2 separate regions of the Oncorhynchus mykiss genome follow, and region 2 is linked to region 1. A link is a contact called in public Hi-C data. All regions are on one chromosome and are shown on one strand. Each heading gives the region's core, a stretch centred on a gene start, on an enhancer-like site or on the middle of the called end of the contact. The rest is flanking DNA. Distances are from core to core; before and after follow the strand shown. Region 1 holds the start of ppip5k2 (inositol hexakisphosphate and diphosphoinositol-pentakisphosphate kinase 2). Region 2 holds the start of chd1 (chromodomain-helicase-DNA-binding protein 1).

Region 1 (6,813 bases), core at 3,977-6,476:
GTGTGTGTTTATTCATGTGTATGTGTGTTTATGCGCTTGTGTGCTTGTTGATACGCACATGCATGGTAACCCAGCGCTAACCTTTGGAGTGAAATGAGATGAGGCAGTCACAGAGTGGCCAGTTGTCCACAGGCTCGTTGAGGATGACCTCCTCCTCGATGGTCACCACCGTGATGTACTTGAACAGACAGAGGCGCTCCAGGATCTCCTTCATGGGCTTGGACTTGGACTTCTTGGACATGGCACAGATGCCCACCACGATCTGCCTCTCAGGAGGCTAGGGGAGAAGAGATGGAGGAATAGGGGTTAAGGAGATGAGGACAGGATTCTATAGAGTATTGGAACACAGCCTATAACCTTGGTGCAATGCAATAGTCTCTCGTGAGCCTCCCTCGCTAGGGAGAGGAGATGGAGGAATAGGCACCAATGGGTGCATCTCAATAGTCTCAAGTGCTCTCCTCGCCTTGTCTTCTTTTAGTAATTTCCACTTGTGGGCAAGAACTGGACAGGTTAAAGCCAATTCCCAGGAGACAACCATTTGGTTTGTTTTGAGATCATTACAGATTAGGGAGGGGAGAGGAACTTGATGCTATGAGACTCTCCCTAGACAGCTATCGGACTGCCTACTTTAGGTCAGTTGGTAGATTGCCTAATGAGCCTCTTTCTAGACAACTGACTGTCCACTCTGGGTCATTTTTTAAAAAACTATGTCATCATACCAGTATTTTACCATGCATGACAATGGCACAACACACTTGTTATGTAAACCAATCATTTTATTTAGGATTGTTCAAGGAACATTAAAGAAGGACATTTTTGGGGAAAATGTAAGCCGATCAATTCTTCATACAGAGGATAGAAACGGCATTGACAGTTATATAACAACTGACAATATTCAGCAAAGCTGATTCAAAATAGAATGTTCAATCAATCATCACAAGCTTTAGAATGGAAGGCAATTAATTTGAGTGTTTAGTTACATACTTAATTAAAAATGATATGCATGTTCAGAAAGATGCCCAATGCAAATATATGAGATCAACTCCAAATTTCCACTGCAACATCTCAGCCAAATCCTGATCAAATCCTATAACATGTACTGTGACATAAATCTCTAATTTCCATGATGACACTATTAGATGCTCCAAAAACAGTATGAAACAGTCTGTGTGAAGATTTGAACAGACTGAGGATTCACTTTGTTGTGTGTGAACCCTTTGCTCAATTCAGAACCTGGAAAGTTACTTTATACGTGAGCATATTACACCTAAAAATGGACTTCGATCAAAAGCCATAGATTTACATTTAGTGCAGAATCAAGTGCCTCCACTGCAGTCTCAATTGTGCCTATTTTGTTATGACTTGGATGATGTTCTTTTTAGAAAGATGGACGCTTTATCTTCAGCCACTCTGACGATCTCTATGGGCAAATCAACTCACCGAATCATACATCTCGTCGTCCTCGTCCTCCTCCTCTTCTTCCACATTCTCGTAGAGGCAGTCGTAGCCCATGACCCGCCCGGGGTCCAGCAATTCCTCGCCCTCGTTGTCGTCGCAGCCTACGAAGAAGCGAGGGTGTTCCCCGCCGTCTGGAGCCTCACCTCCTTTAGACATGGCTGGGCCGTCTTGCGGCTGGGGACCCTGGGAGTCCTGGGGCTGAGGCCTGTCCCTCTCTACCACAGACCTGTCTGTGGCTGGCCCTGTGCCTCCTGCTGCACTCCCTCCTCCAAATGCCACACCTCTCACTCACCTCACCTCCCAGCCTCCAAAGAACTAGGCTTTATCCCTCACCCTCTCTTCCCTACCCCAGGGCCTGCCTGTCTGAGACCCAAACTGGTCCACTAGACCCCCTGAGAAAGAGGTGGGGGGGTAGTTTAAAGAACTTGATGGGGAAGGGAATGGGTTTATCCCTGGTGCATGTCTACTTGTACAATCAGGGTGCTGGGTTACCGTACTCCGTTAGAGGGTCACAGCCAGTGAGCTGGTGCTACGCTCCTGTCGTCCTGTTCCTTACAGCCCAGCATGTCTTTTTTGTCCTCTAACTATCTTGCCTGAAACACAAACATGTATGTGCTTTATTTGTCCACCACAAAATAAATTATCACAAAGGCCCCAAATGTTTGGAGGCCAATAAGGATATTTTAACTTGTGCTCACAATATAACACATGTGGAGGATGGACAATACAGCACACACACACACACACACACACACACACACACACAGTGGAAGACGGCAATTAAACATGACGCACACGGCTGTCCTCCCTGTTCCCGCTGATTAAGAAGCAGAGCGGACTATCAAACAGGGTCACGTCATTGCAGAGACAGTGAACGTGAAACCCAGATTACAGGGAAGGTCAGACCGTTACGTGTGCTGTCCTAACAACCTCCCTTTAACGGTGCAGGATGAGATACACTTTGGAAGTTTTTCACTGGGTACTTATCGGCTATAACCGGGTAATCCTCATGTCTGAGCGAGCAGAGAGGAAGGCTAGGGAGGAATGCCACTGAAGTAAAAATAAAATGGAGGGCATTGTCTGACAGAATGGCACAAATGAATAGACCTAATTCAGTGAAGAGACATTGAGAGGGAGATGAAGAGGGCAAGGGAAAAGGAGCTTGAATTAAATGACACTAGAGCTAGATCTGTGTTAGCAGCAGAATTGTCTGTATAATACATTATCATCCTAACTATTCATGCCATAGGCCTTTTATTTATTTTTATATTCCTCATGAAAAAAAACTAATGGATTTCTGGAGTGAAATACACCTGGAGTCGTTGTAGCTCTACAAATGCCCACAAGAACTGAGCCAATTCAACCACCATAAATATTCCAGGCTGTTGACAGCTCTGGGAAAACTATGCCCTTTCAAGATCTGCTCTTTTGAAGAACTAAAAGGTAGCCAACTATGAACGGGTGCAACAGACACTGTGTGCACGCTCATTTTACCCTGAATAATGTTTCCAATCGGTTTTACTCATTTCATATTTATACACTGTATTCTACTGTATTTTATTCAATGCCACTCAGACATTGCTCATCCTAATATGTAGATATTCCTTAATTCCATTTCTTTTTTATTTAGATGTGTGTATTGTTGTGAATTGTTAGATATTACTGCACTGTTGGAGCTAGCACCACAAGCATTTCGCAACAACCGCAATAACATCTGCTAAATATGTGTATGTGACCAATAACATTTGATTTTATTTGAATACAGCCAATAGCATAGAAAGACAACCTAGTGAATTGCATAGGCCTACAGCTGAACTGGGACACAAGTGAACCAGGATTAATGTGGAAGTGGCCACTCACCTGAAGAGAAAGGACCCATGTAAGATTTATAACAGAAGAGTATGGACACACTTTCCAAAGGTTGAACACTAGCCAAAAATAGCCTTGTTCAATAACAGTAATGTGTATTATGTTGTTCTAGCACCATCAACCAATTATATCTGTTTTTTCTTCCGAATGTTTCCACATCGATATTAGGCCTAGCTGATATCCTTTCACCTGACTAGGAAGTAGCCTACTCTGAGCTGTCATCTAGAAAGGACTTACATTTTATCAGTGACTTTCAACACAAATGAACACAGGCTAGAAAGCTCAAATATAGAGCATTTTGCTGAAAATATGCATTCAGCAGCATTCTCCCTCTTTTGCTTGACAGAGATAAGACCACACCGTTTCGCTGACATCAAATCCAATTGTATTTGTCACATGCGCGGAATACAACAGGTGTAGTAGACCTTACAGTGAAACGCTTACTTACAAGACCTTAACCAACAATGCAAGTAAAGGAAAAATAAGTGTTAAAGTATTTACAAAAAAAAAAAGTGGGGAAAAAATGATTTAAAAAGAGCAATAATAAAATAACAGTATCACACGCAAATGTCAGTGACTACTTCACCTCGTCATCGGGCTTTGGTCAGAAGTAGTGTATAGGGCTATTTGTGACACACTGTTTATCTGCCTGGGCACGCACACACACCACCATGCAACCTTCCATCACCCTCAGACTGGACATCTGTCATGGGAACAAAATGTCAGTCACAGCACGACCAGGATGCTACAATCAGCCCAGGATAGTCAGATGATGCCCAATCCAAAACAAGTCCAACCTTGAAATGCAAGGGCAAGGTCTCCAGGTTGGATTGTAGCTACTGATTGATGTTTTTTTCCTTTCTGTGTGGACCACACACACACACACACACATATACTAGGCTAGACTGCAATGGGGTTCAAGGAAGATGTATGTATGTATTGAATAGTCTTCTGATAGTGAACCAGTTCTCTGACTGTGTCCTGGAAACGTATTCTGATCAGGATTATTAGTATGTGAATAGAAATAGTAACATTGGGTCTGATACTTGCCATTAGTAAACTAGCTTCTACACCATGTAAATGATAACAAGCTGACACAGACAGTGAAATAATTATTAACGACGTTACAATCAACATTCACTCGGGCAACGGAAAAGGACGTTTATAGTTCTAAATCACATCAACGTTGGGGTTGGATGACATGCTTATCTAAATCTTCTTAGGGTTAGCTAGCTAGCATTTTTTCAGTTGAATGGGGAATTCAAAAAGCGTTTCATCCGATAAAATGACTGAATGACTCATCGGTCTTCCTCCATCCAGACAGGTACAACATCACCTCGCTCTTAGCCTAGTCCATGGCTAACGGCGTTAGCTACCTAGCACAGTTAGCTTGTACTTCCTGACAAATGTCTAGCGACTTGTTAACATTGGCCAGGCACGATTGCCTCCCCTTTTTATGTTAAGCTTAGTGAACTTAAATGTACAATGTGTTGTTGTTTTTTTTTACTTAACGTTAAAACAATTTTTTTTAAACGTCTCTTACCTTATCTAATATGAAACGCCCTTAGTCGAGTCTGTATGCCTTCAAAGTAAGTTAGTCCTGCTTGGCTTCTGACAACACGGACAGCTTAGCTAGCTAGCTTGCCAACTACACAGTAGTACACCTTGCTGAATGTGTGTGCAATGAAAAAAATGTTGTTGCTAGTTTGCAGCCAACATTGTCCCGACACTGTTACTAGCAGGGATGCTGATTTATCTACCTTATTCCAAGTGTGTTTTGCAGTTTTACTCTACCAATTATGCATGGGGATTTTCATCTTGCGCTATCACAGCTATCATTAAAAATCTCAAAATACCAGGGGCGTATTCATTACTAGCGGACAAAACTCCACTCCGTGGTGGCTAATTCATTACGGAAACCGTTTACCGTTTAAGAACCAAAAGTAAGCAAACAGAGCAAAACGAGAGTTTCTATTGGACTAATTCAGGTAGGTCCCGCCCCCATTTCGTTCAGTGTGTTTCCGTTTAAGAAACGTTTTCCAACACAATTGTCGTAATGAATACACCCCAATAACCAAAAAACGTAATTTGTATGTCGTCACTAAGGGGCGGGAAAAGAGACATAATTCCTACAAAGCCTCAAAAACACAAGTATGGGTAGAATCAAACTTGAAAAACAAGAAGCAGAGTATACAGGAACTGCTTTGGTGAAAGTATTGATTCCACCGTCTAAAGCTCAAATCTTTCACAATAGCCGGGCTATTGTGCCCTTGCCGTTGTGCCCTTGAGCAAGGCACCCCTAACTGTTCTACATGGCTGTGTTAGGCAGGCAGCCTACTTCTGTTATTTTTTTTCACTAATTGGTATTTTGGCCAATCCAATCTGGTGTGGGTTGCCTGTCTAAACGCACTCTATGCCGGGGAGCCACACTGTTGCTGACAATGAGCTTCCAAACCCCTCAGTTGTGTGTGTGTGTGTGTGTGTGTGTGTGTGTGTGTGTGTGTTTTGTGTGTGTGTGTGTGTGTGTTTTGGGGGTTGGGTCAAAAAGGAAAATAATGTTCCCACTTTCTGACAGATCATGGACAATAAAGGTTTCTTCTTCTTCTAACACAAGGTTGGGCTCGATTCACAACGGAATTGAGAATGCCTCATAAATTCCAATTCAAGTCTTGCATTTTAATTTAATTTGAATTGAAGTAGTGAAAATGAAACAGAATTGCAATTCGAATTTTAATTTAATTCGATGCCTTTTTCTGTTCCACATTAGGTGTGGTCTGTACAAATATACATCCTGTACATAAAACATCAAACATGTTGTTATATACATGCATATCAAATATTGTTGAAATTGATTTAGAGGACAAATTCTTAAAATAAATGATCAAGGAAAACAAAACCTGTATGTGAATATTCAAAGTTATTATATTTAGTTAATATTAAAATAAAAATGTTCAATATGGGGAAAATACTACATTTCCCAGAATGCAAAACTTACTGTTGTGGACTTTAGCAGAGCTTCCCTTCCTCTTTTTTTTGCAGCCCTAGAGTCCTTTAAAATGTCTATCTGGTTTCTGAAAATGTCCTATCTGTTCTCTGATCATGTCCTACGGTTTCTGGACATTTATCAATGTTCAGGGAATTACCAGTACCCATTGAATTAGCGGGTAAAGAGTTTCAATTACTGTGGCTATGTTGATTTCCAACTTTGTCTGCGTTTACAACTGCAGCCCAATTCAGATGTTTTACTGTTGCACAAATTGGTCTTTTGACCAATCACATCAGATTTTGTTTAACATCAGATCTTTTTTAGAGATGTTCTGATTGGTCAAAAGACCAATTAGTGAAAAAGAAAATATCTGAATTCTTCTGCCTGTGTAAACGCAGCCATTGTGCACTACTTTGACAAGAGACCTATGGGCCCAAGACATAAGAAGATCACCATAGGGAATAGGGTGCCAGACTGTCTTCTTGACCTTGTGTAGCTTA
Region 2 (7,175 bases), core at 4,322-6,821, 240 kb after region 1:
CATGAAGGTCAGTCAATCTGGAAAATGTCAAGAACTTTTAAAGTTTATTCAAGTATAGTCGCAAAAACATCAAGCTCTATGATAAAACTGGCTCTCATGTGGACCACCACAGGAAAGGATGACCTCTGCTGCAGAGGACAAGTTCATTAGAGTTACCAGCCTCAGAAATTGAAGCCCAAATAAATGCTTCACAGAGTTCATGTAAAAGACACATCTTATCACCAACTGTTCAGATGAGATTGTGTGAATCAAACCTTCATTGTCGAATTGCTGCAAAGAACCACTACTAAAGGACACCAATAAGAAGAGGAGACTTGCTTGTGCCAAGAAACACGAGCAATGGACATTAGACTGTTGGAAATCTGTCCTTTGGTCTGATGAGTCCAAATTTGAGATTTTTGCTTCTAACTGCCTTTTCTTTGTGAGACGCAGAGTAGGTGAACAGATGATCTCTGCATCTGTGGTTCCCACCCTGAAGCATGGAGGAGATGGTGTGGGAGTGCTTTGCTGGTGACAGTGTTAGTGATTTATTTAGAATTCAAGTCACACTTAACCAGCATGGCTACCACAGCATTCTGCAGTGATACGCCATCCCATCTGGTTTGCGCTTAATGGGACTATCATTTGTTTTTCAACACCTCCAGGCTGTGTAAAGGCTATTTGACCAAGAAGGAGAGTGATGGAGTGCTGCATGAGATGACCTCAACACAATTGAGATTGTTTGGGATGAGTTGGACCACAGAGTGAAGGAAAAGCAGCCAAAAAGTGCTCAGCATATGTGGAAACTCCTTCAAGACTGTTGGAAAAGCATTCCAGGTGAAGCTGGTTGAGAGAATGCCAAGAGTGTGCAAAGAGGTCATCAATGCAAAGGGTGGCTACTTTGAAGAATCTAAAACCTAAAATGTATTTTGGTTACTACATGATTGCACATGTGCTATTTCATAGTTTTGTTTTTACTATGTAGAAAATAGTAAAAAATAAAGAACAACCCTTGAATGAGTAGGTTTGTCCAAACTTTTGACTGGTACTGTATATAAAAACATTATTTGATATAACATTTAATTTGGACTTCTATTTGCCCATAGGAACACATTGAATAACAGATTCATACATGGAAAAACAGTCAAACATTTAATCAAAAGGTAGATATAAGAAAGCTCACGTTACCTTCAGACCAGTCCTGTGACACTGGTATGGGGCTGTAGAGCAAAACGGAGAACACTGTGTCCGTGAGAGTCTCATCTTTCCATAGAGGGGTCATATTAGTTTGAAGGCCAAGATGCCAGTGGTGTAAAGTACCCTAAGTAAAAAATACTTGAAAGTACTACTTGAGTAGTGTTTTGGGGTATCTGTACTTTACTATTTCTATTTTTGACAACTTTGATACTTAAGTATATTTTAGCAATTACATTTACTTTTGATAATTAAGTTTATTTAAAACCAAATACTGTTAGACTTTTACTCAAGTAGTTTTTTACTGGGTGACTTTCACTTTTAATTGAGTCATTTTCTATTAAGGTATCTTTACTTTTACTCAAGTAGGACTATTGGGTACTATTGGGTATTAGGTCCACTGTCGGACGCTACAGAAGTTTTCGTGAGAAGACCGATTTTCGAGACGTATCCTGGTCTGCCAAACACCGTTGTAGCTCTGCTCTCGTTGTGCTCTCAATGGTGGATTGAGACGCATGCAGAAAAATATATTTTACAGACAGATTTTGATGGGGATTTTTTAAATGTATATATTGTATTTATTATGGCTCAAGCGGAGAAAGAGTTGTAATATGTTGTATTAATTTTTAATGTATTAATGTATTTTTGCTCAGCTCATGAGGCTGTGAGGCCAAGACAAAGAATTGTAATATGTTGTATTTATTTATTTTTGCTCAGCTCATGAGACCATGATAAAGAATTGCAATATGTTGTATTTATTTATTTGTCGTGCGCGCGCGGCTTCACTAGGGGGTTTCAACGGTTGCTGGCCTCGCGCTCATCACCTGGACCGCAACGCCAACGGATGAACCTGTTAATTGCTCTACTAACTAGCAATTTTTTAGTGTGAAAAAATAACAAGAAGGTGTGAATACAAAGTGCCCAATTCCAACAAATGTCCCGCCAGCAAGTGAGTCGAGCCACACAGCTAATATTTATGGTTGTGAAAAATATATATATTTTCGCGTCACCTTTGTTAGAAAGCAGTGTATATATATCGACTGATGTAACATTAGAAACGAACTTATTATTAACGTTAAATTAGCTAATGTTACTGTAGTTAACGTTAGCTGGGCCTGGGCTGTTTGTGATTTTTAGTTTTTTTTCTGTTGACGTTGACACATTCATCACATATTTTTATACAGTTGGATAAAATATTGGTCTCTATGTGTTATCAGATAGCAAGATAACATTACAGACCGTTTTCAATTTAATAACAGACAGGCCTTTCTTAAACACAGTCATCCTCATGACAGCTGATTTCTCTCCCAGCAGTTTTCAATTACAGTTTTATCCTGTAGCTACAGTAGCTACTGTTACCTGTCCTATGTTTGGTGTCAGTGTGAGATCAGTTTTATTGCAATAATAATCTATTATCATACCAGTCTCCAATATTTTGTTTTCAAACATAATGCAGTCTTCTGATTCTTCCCTTCAGGTGCTGTTGTGGATTTCCCTCTCTTCCAGGAGTGAACAGATTGTTCTGCATAGTCTCAGCCGTCCACTGTGAATATTAAGCGAGAAGAGTTCTGACCTCTTTCAGTGAGACATTGTGATGGAATGATAACAAATCTGACTGACTCTTCGCCGCTGTGTTTTTAAATATTTATTTTCCAATTCTGCCTCTCAACCACTACAACTCCTTTACCCTTTCACCATCTGTCTCCTTGTTTTCATCTATTCTCTCCATCTCACTCTCCTCTGTCCCATTGGACTGTGATTGTCACCATGAAGCTACTTCTGTCTTCAGGCCTGTGTGGCATGACCCCTTACCAGGGCTCCATAGTAGGAGGACTCTATTTTTTGATGGTGGGCGTCATGCAAATGGTCTTTGAGTTTGGCCATCTGCGCACAGCCAAGGAAAGCACAAACAACACCACAGGCTCCCAGCTTCTGCCCCAGGTGTGCTTTGGTTACTACTACTCTCTGCTTATCCTGGGTGGCATCACCCTACTGCTGACCCTGTGCATGCTCGGAGCAGTTTGGGCCCACCAGCATGTGGGCATCCTGGGCTTTGCAGTCTGGCTGACGCTGTACGACGTGATTCTGTTGGTGGTCACTTGCCTGCTCCAGAGGCAGATGCAGGCACTGGGCTTGGAGCTGAGTGTACTGGAGTGGTACGGAGTGATATGCAGGGTCATGGGAGACCCCTTCTGGCTGGCCCTCGTAATCACACACGGTTTGGAAGTGCAGATTGAGAGGCATCGGCTTGGGACACGACAACGCAAAGGCGGGATTCCAAAGGAGGGGACGCAGCTCAAACTGAAATTTAAGGCCTTTGACAGTAGTGTTTGAAATGGAGACCCTAATAGACACCGGTATGTGAACATGACCAACTGACTTGTTACAGTGCTTCCAGATGCTGGTTTATATTTCAGTCTTAATTAACGTCATTTATTATTTTTGTTTCTCACAGGTCTCTTCAGATACGAAAATAAAAACGTTTTTTGGATTTTTACTTACACGCAGAAAGTATAATATGAGTATTTTTAATGTTGTTTTTTTTTGTTTTACTTTGATGTTCTCTGTGTTACGTATGTATCCTCCAAATCTAAAATTATACAGTTTTTTCATTGCAATAATGCGTCTGTTCAGTCATTAATGTTTACTGTCTACTTTTTGTTTTGATTACATAATGATTACACAGTAATAAGAATTTGTAGCTTCTTCTAGCGTAAAATAATAATTGAACATATGGCTGGCTACCACTGGTCAAGTGAATATATGTTTATGGTATTTTATCACCCAAATGTGTTAAAGGTACTGTGTTCAGAAACCTAAGTAGACAGTTTTGGAAATTCAACAACATCTCTGCATACTTCCCTTTGAAAAGAGAACTGCTTTATTCATAAAAGCATTAGCTTCATGTTGATGTATTTGCATTACCAAAATGTAGCATTAAAACTCAACTTAATGTCTTGGAGGCCATTGTAGCACTGTGCTGCTTTGTGTGTGGGGCTTAACTCCCTGGTTCAATCAACCTACATCTGTGTACACTTCAAATATGGAAACTCTAGTCAATGCCAAAGTTCAGTGAATGTATTAGCAATTCCCCAAAAGTACCAGACCTACCTGTTACTCCATATTGATGACTAGAACATGAAAGTAATTCAAAACTAAATGGACTTTCTAAAGATTCCCCCAGAGGGCAATACACAAAAGCCGCTACAGACATCCAACTAAAGGGGAGCTGAGGGAGCACTAAGAAATCTAGGTCATGTCACGTGACCTGTTGTCTGAATAACAATAGTGGATGGAGGCCCCAAGATAATATGCCCCACAGTTGTGCTGATCATCTTTGTTCGTTAATTTTCCTCTATCGTTTTAGTTACCGCCAGACCTAAATTAGGTTTGACAGCCATTGGGCCTAGCCTTTTAGTCCTTTAGGTCCGTATAGAAGCACACCAGTTGTATTACCACTAGTGATGGGAGGGGGGTTCAATACAGTTACATATCGTGATATTATTTTTGACGATATATCGTAATCGCTTTGACAATATCCCAAGACTCATTTTGCACTAGTTGGTACCTAGACCAAAACTCCAGTATTTTTCCTTCATAGCTTGTTCTCCATCTTCTTTTTAAATAGGGAGTCAATTTGTTTTCAGCACTTTTATTTCCATGACTGATCAAAACTTGTTTTATCATGGCACTCTTTTGTCCCTCTGCAGCTGACATGGTGAGCAATATGTTTGGACCATGGAATCGCAATAAAATCACTGTATTGAATCGCAATACATATAGAATCGTGAGAATCACAAAACATATCGTATCTGCACCGAAGTATCGTGATAATATCGTAACGTGAGGTCCCTGGCAACCCCCCCCCCCCCCCCCCCCCCCTAATAACCACCACAGTTGAATTTTTACCACCTATCTCATGTTACTCTGCTAGATATCCCTGACCATAACCTGTTGAAATCGGCACTCATTTAAATTCCATAACCATTCAATATATAGAAATTTTTACTTTGTGCTGACAAATTGTTAGTTTGCATTTGTCATTTTTATTGAGATTCAGGAGGCTTGATTTACCAAATAATATATTTATCCTCTGGCAGAGGGAGTTCTAGAAACAGTTACATCATCTACATAAAACATGTGGTGATGAGGACCATTATAAGAGATGTAGAGGGTAATTTTAAGTATTTGTCCAAATAGATAAATTGGGATTCAATTATTTGAAGCAGGTTAATGATTGGTCGAAGCAAGCATTGCAGTGAAGGGTGTCAAAATAACCAGCACTCAACCAAATGCTATTTAATTCTCACGTGGACTACTAGCTACCTATTTTATAATTACAACTATATTTCACATAATAGGTCGACGACTACCATCACCTTTCGTCTGTTGTAGTTTGCAGTTGTAAGAGACTGCAAAAAACATCTTCGTTACGTCACTACCCGGGGTTTCCACACTCAACATCGCTAATGTTACAGAGTGAACTCGACGGCGTCATGGCGGAGACCGGCTGTAGTAGGACCCGCAGCTGAAATGTTATCTACAATCGCTGTCAATTAAATCATATATTGTTTCGAATTCAAAACGGAAAATTAAAAGTGAAACATATTTTTACACTTCTGGAGGAAGAAATCAAGAAACTTGGCTCGAATTCTAGTAAGATCCGTTGGGGCTGCTCACCCCGGCCCGGGAGCTAGCTAGCTGTCTTTAGCTGCTAGTTCGCTAGCCAAAGAAAATAAGAAAAAAGGACCACTGAAGTCGGACGGCAGAATCAGACTGGCAGTTCGCCGTAGCTTCAAGGTAGCCTAAAATACTAAACAAACCCCGATTGATTTTTTTTTGCGTTTATATGGTGTTATTGCTTAGTTTAGTTAAATAACTCCATAGTAAGCAAGGAGCCTGTCACCTAGCTATATTTTTTTGGGAAGTAAGCGACCTGATAAACACTCTTGTTAGCTATTAGCAACGAGGGAGCTAGCTTAGGAGTGCGGGAAAAGGGTGATTATAAAACGTGATGAGTATGTGAATGTGTTTGAGGTCATGGGAATTTGCATATATTGATTAGAGCACTGTTAGAAACAATGGTACAATCACAATTGGCTACAAGTTTTATGTAGTAAACCTACCTAACACTTTCCCCATGACCTGGTTTGTTAGATTAGCTAACTTGTCAGCTAAGCTACAGTACCTAGCTAGTTTGTTTGCTAAAATGTGACTGTTAAGCTAGCTAGTAAGCTAACTAGGTCATTCAGATGTCCACATATGAAAAAATAAAGGATAACTGGGTAAATAATTGCCACAAGTGGAAAATATTTTGTTAAACGTCCATAACTTACTATTGTTAGCTAAATATTGTTTCACGTGGCTTAAGGTTAGTTGCTTTTTCCTCTTTCAAGGCCAGTGTGCTAGCTAGTTAATGGTCTTGAGTTCAGTTTACTGTTTAGCTAGAACATCAGCTAGCAACTAGCTAGGTTAGCAAACAACTTTTCAGAGCTAGAGGAAAAAATGTGGATTTAAATGTAGTACGCTTATAGACGGATTGCTATATATTAGTTTATAGCTGGGCAGTTAGCATCAGTGTAATTCCGCCAAAAGCTAGCAGCTGAAATGATGCGTTTAATGCTAAACATCTCAGAAATAAATCTGTCTTCTGCACACAGCCAGAGCTTGGTTTGCCATTGCTAGTTTTCTGGCTTGCTGCGCAACTCTGTTTTGTCGATGTATGCGAGAGAAGAATACTGTAGGCGTGGTACTATCTTGCTTCGGGCCTCCTGCGAAAGAGATCTGGAGTGCGGCGCATTGTCCAGGACAGTGCGCGAAACTCACATGCTGTGCAGGCCTCACAACAGGCCTGTGCGGTCGGAAAAGCGCTGGCTTGGTAACTTACCGCTATCGTTTGCATTCAGACGTAATGTGACAGGGATGAAAACAAACCAGCAGGCTTTGTGTGTTAGCTAATTTGCTCTATAGTTCAATGTAGCTAGCTACTAACTAGCTAACGT

Evidence for each region. A called contact is a pair of places that touch in the nucleus more often than the background predicts.
Region 2: a Hi-C map of liver shows a contact between it and region 1, with 5 times the contacts expected there. The contact joins the promoter of chd1 here to the promoter of ppip5k2 in region 1. A contact is called at or near these places in 2 of 3 Hi-C or Micro-C datasets (blood and liver).

The regions. Positions count from the first base shown.
Region 1 is chr5:9,444,976-9,451,788 of USDA_OmykA_1.1, forward strand. It overlaps ppip5k2 (inositol hexakisphosphate and diphosphoinositol-pentakisphosphate kinase 2), which reads right to left and starts at 5,227. Exons shown (of 31, transcript XM_021601599.2): 1 at 4,871-5,227; 2 at 1,441-2,051; 3 at 82-277. The coding sequence starts at 1,614.
Region 2 is chr5:9,688,477-9,695,651 of USDA_OmykA_1.1, forward strand. It overlaps chd1 (chromodomain-helicase-DNA-binding protein 1), which reads left to right and starts at 5,572. Exons shown (of 37, transcript XM_036976723.1): 1 at 5,572-5,973. LOC110522837 (transmembrane protein 217) reads left to right here and starts at 2,033. Exons shown (of 2, transcript XM_021601309.2): 1 at 2,033-2,122; 2 at 2,651-3,520. The coding sequence starts at 2,941. The coding sequence ends at 3,507.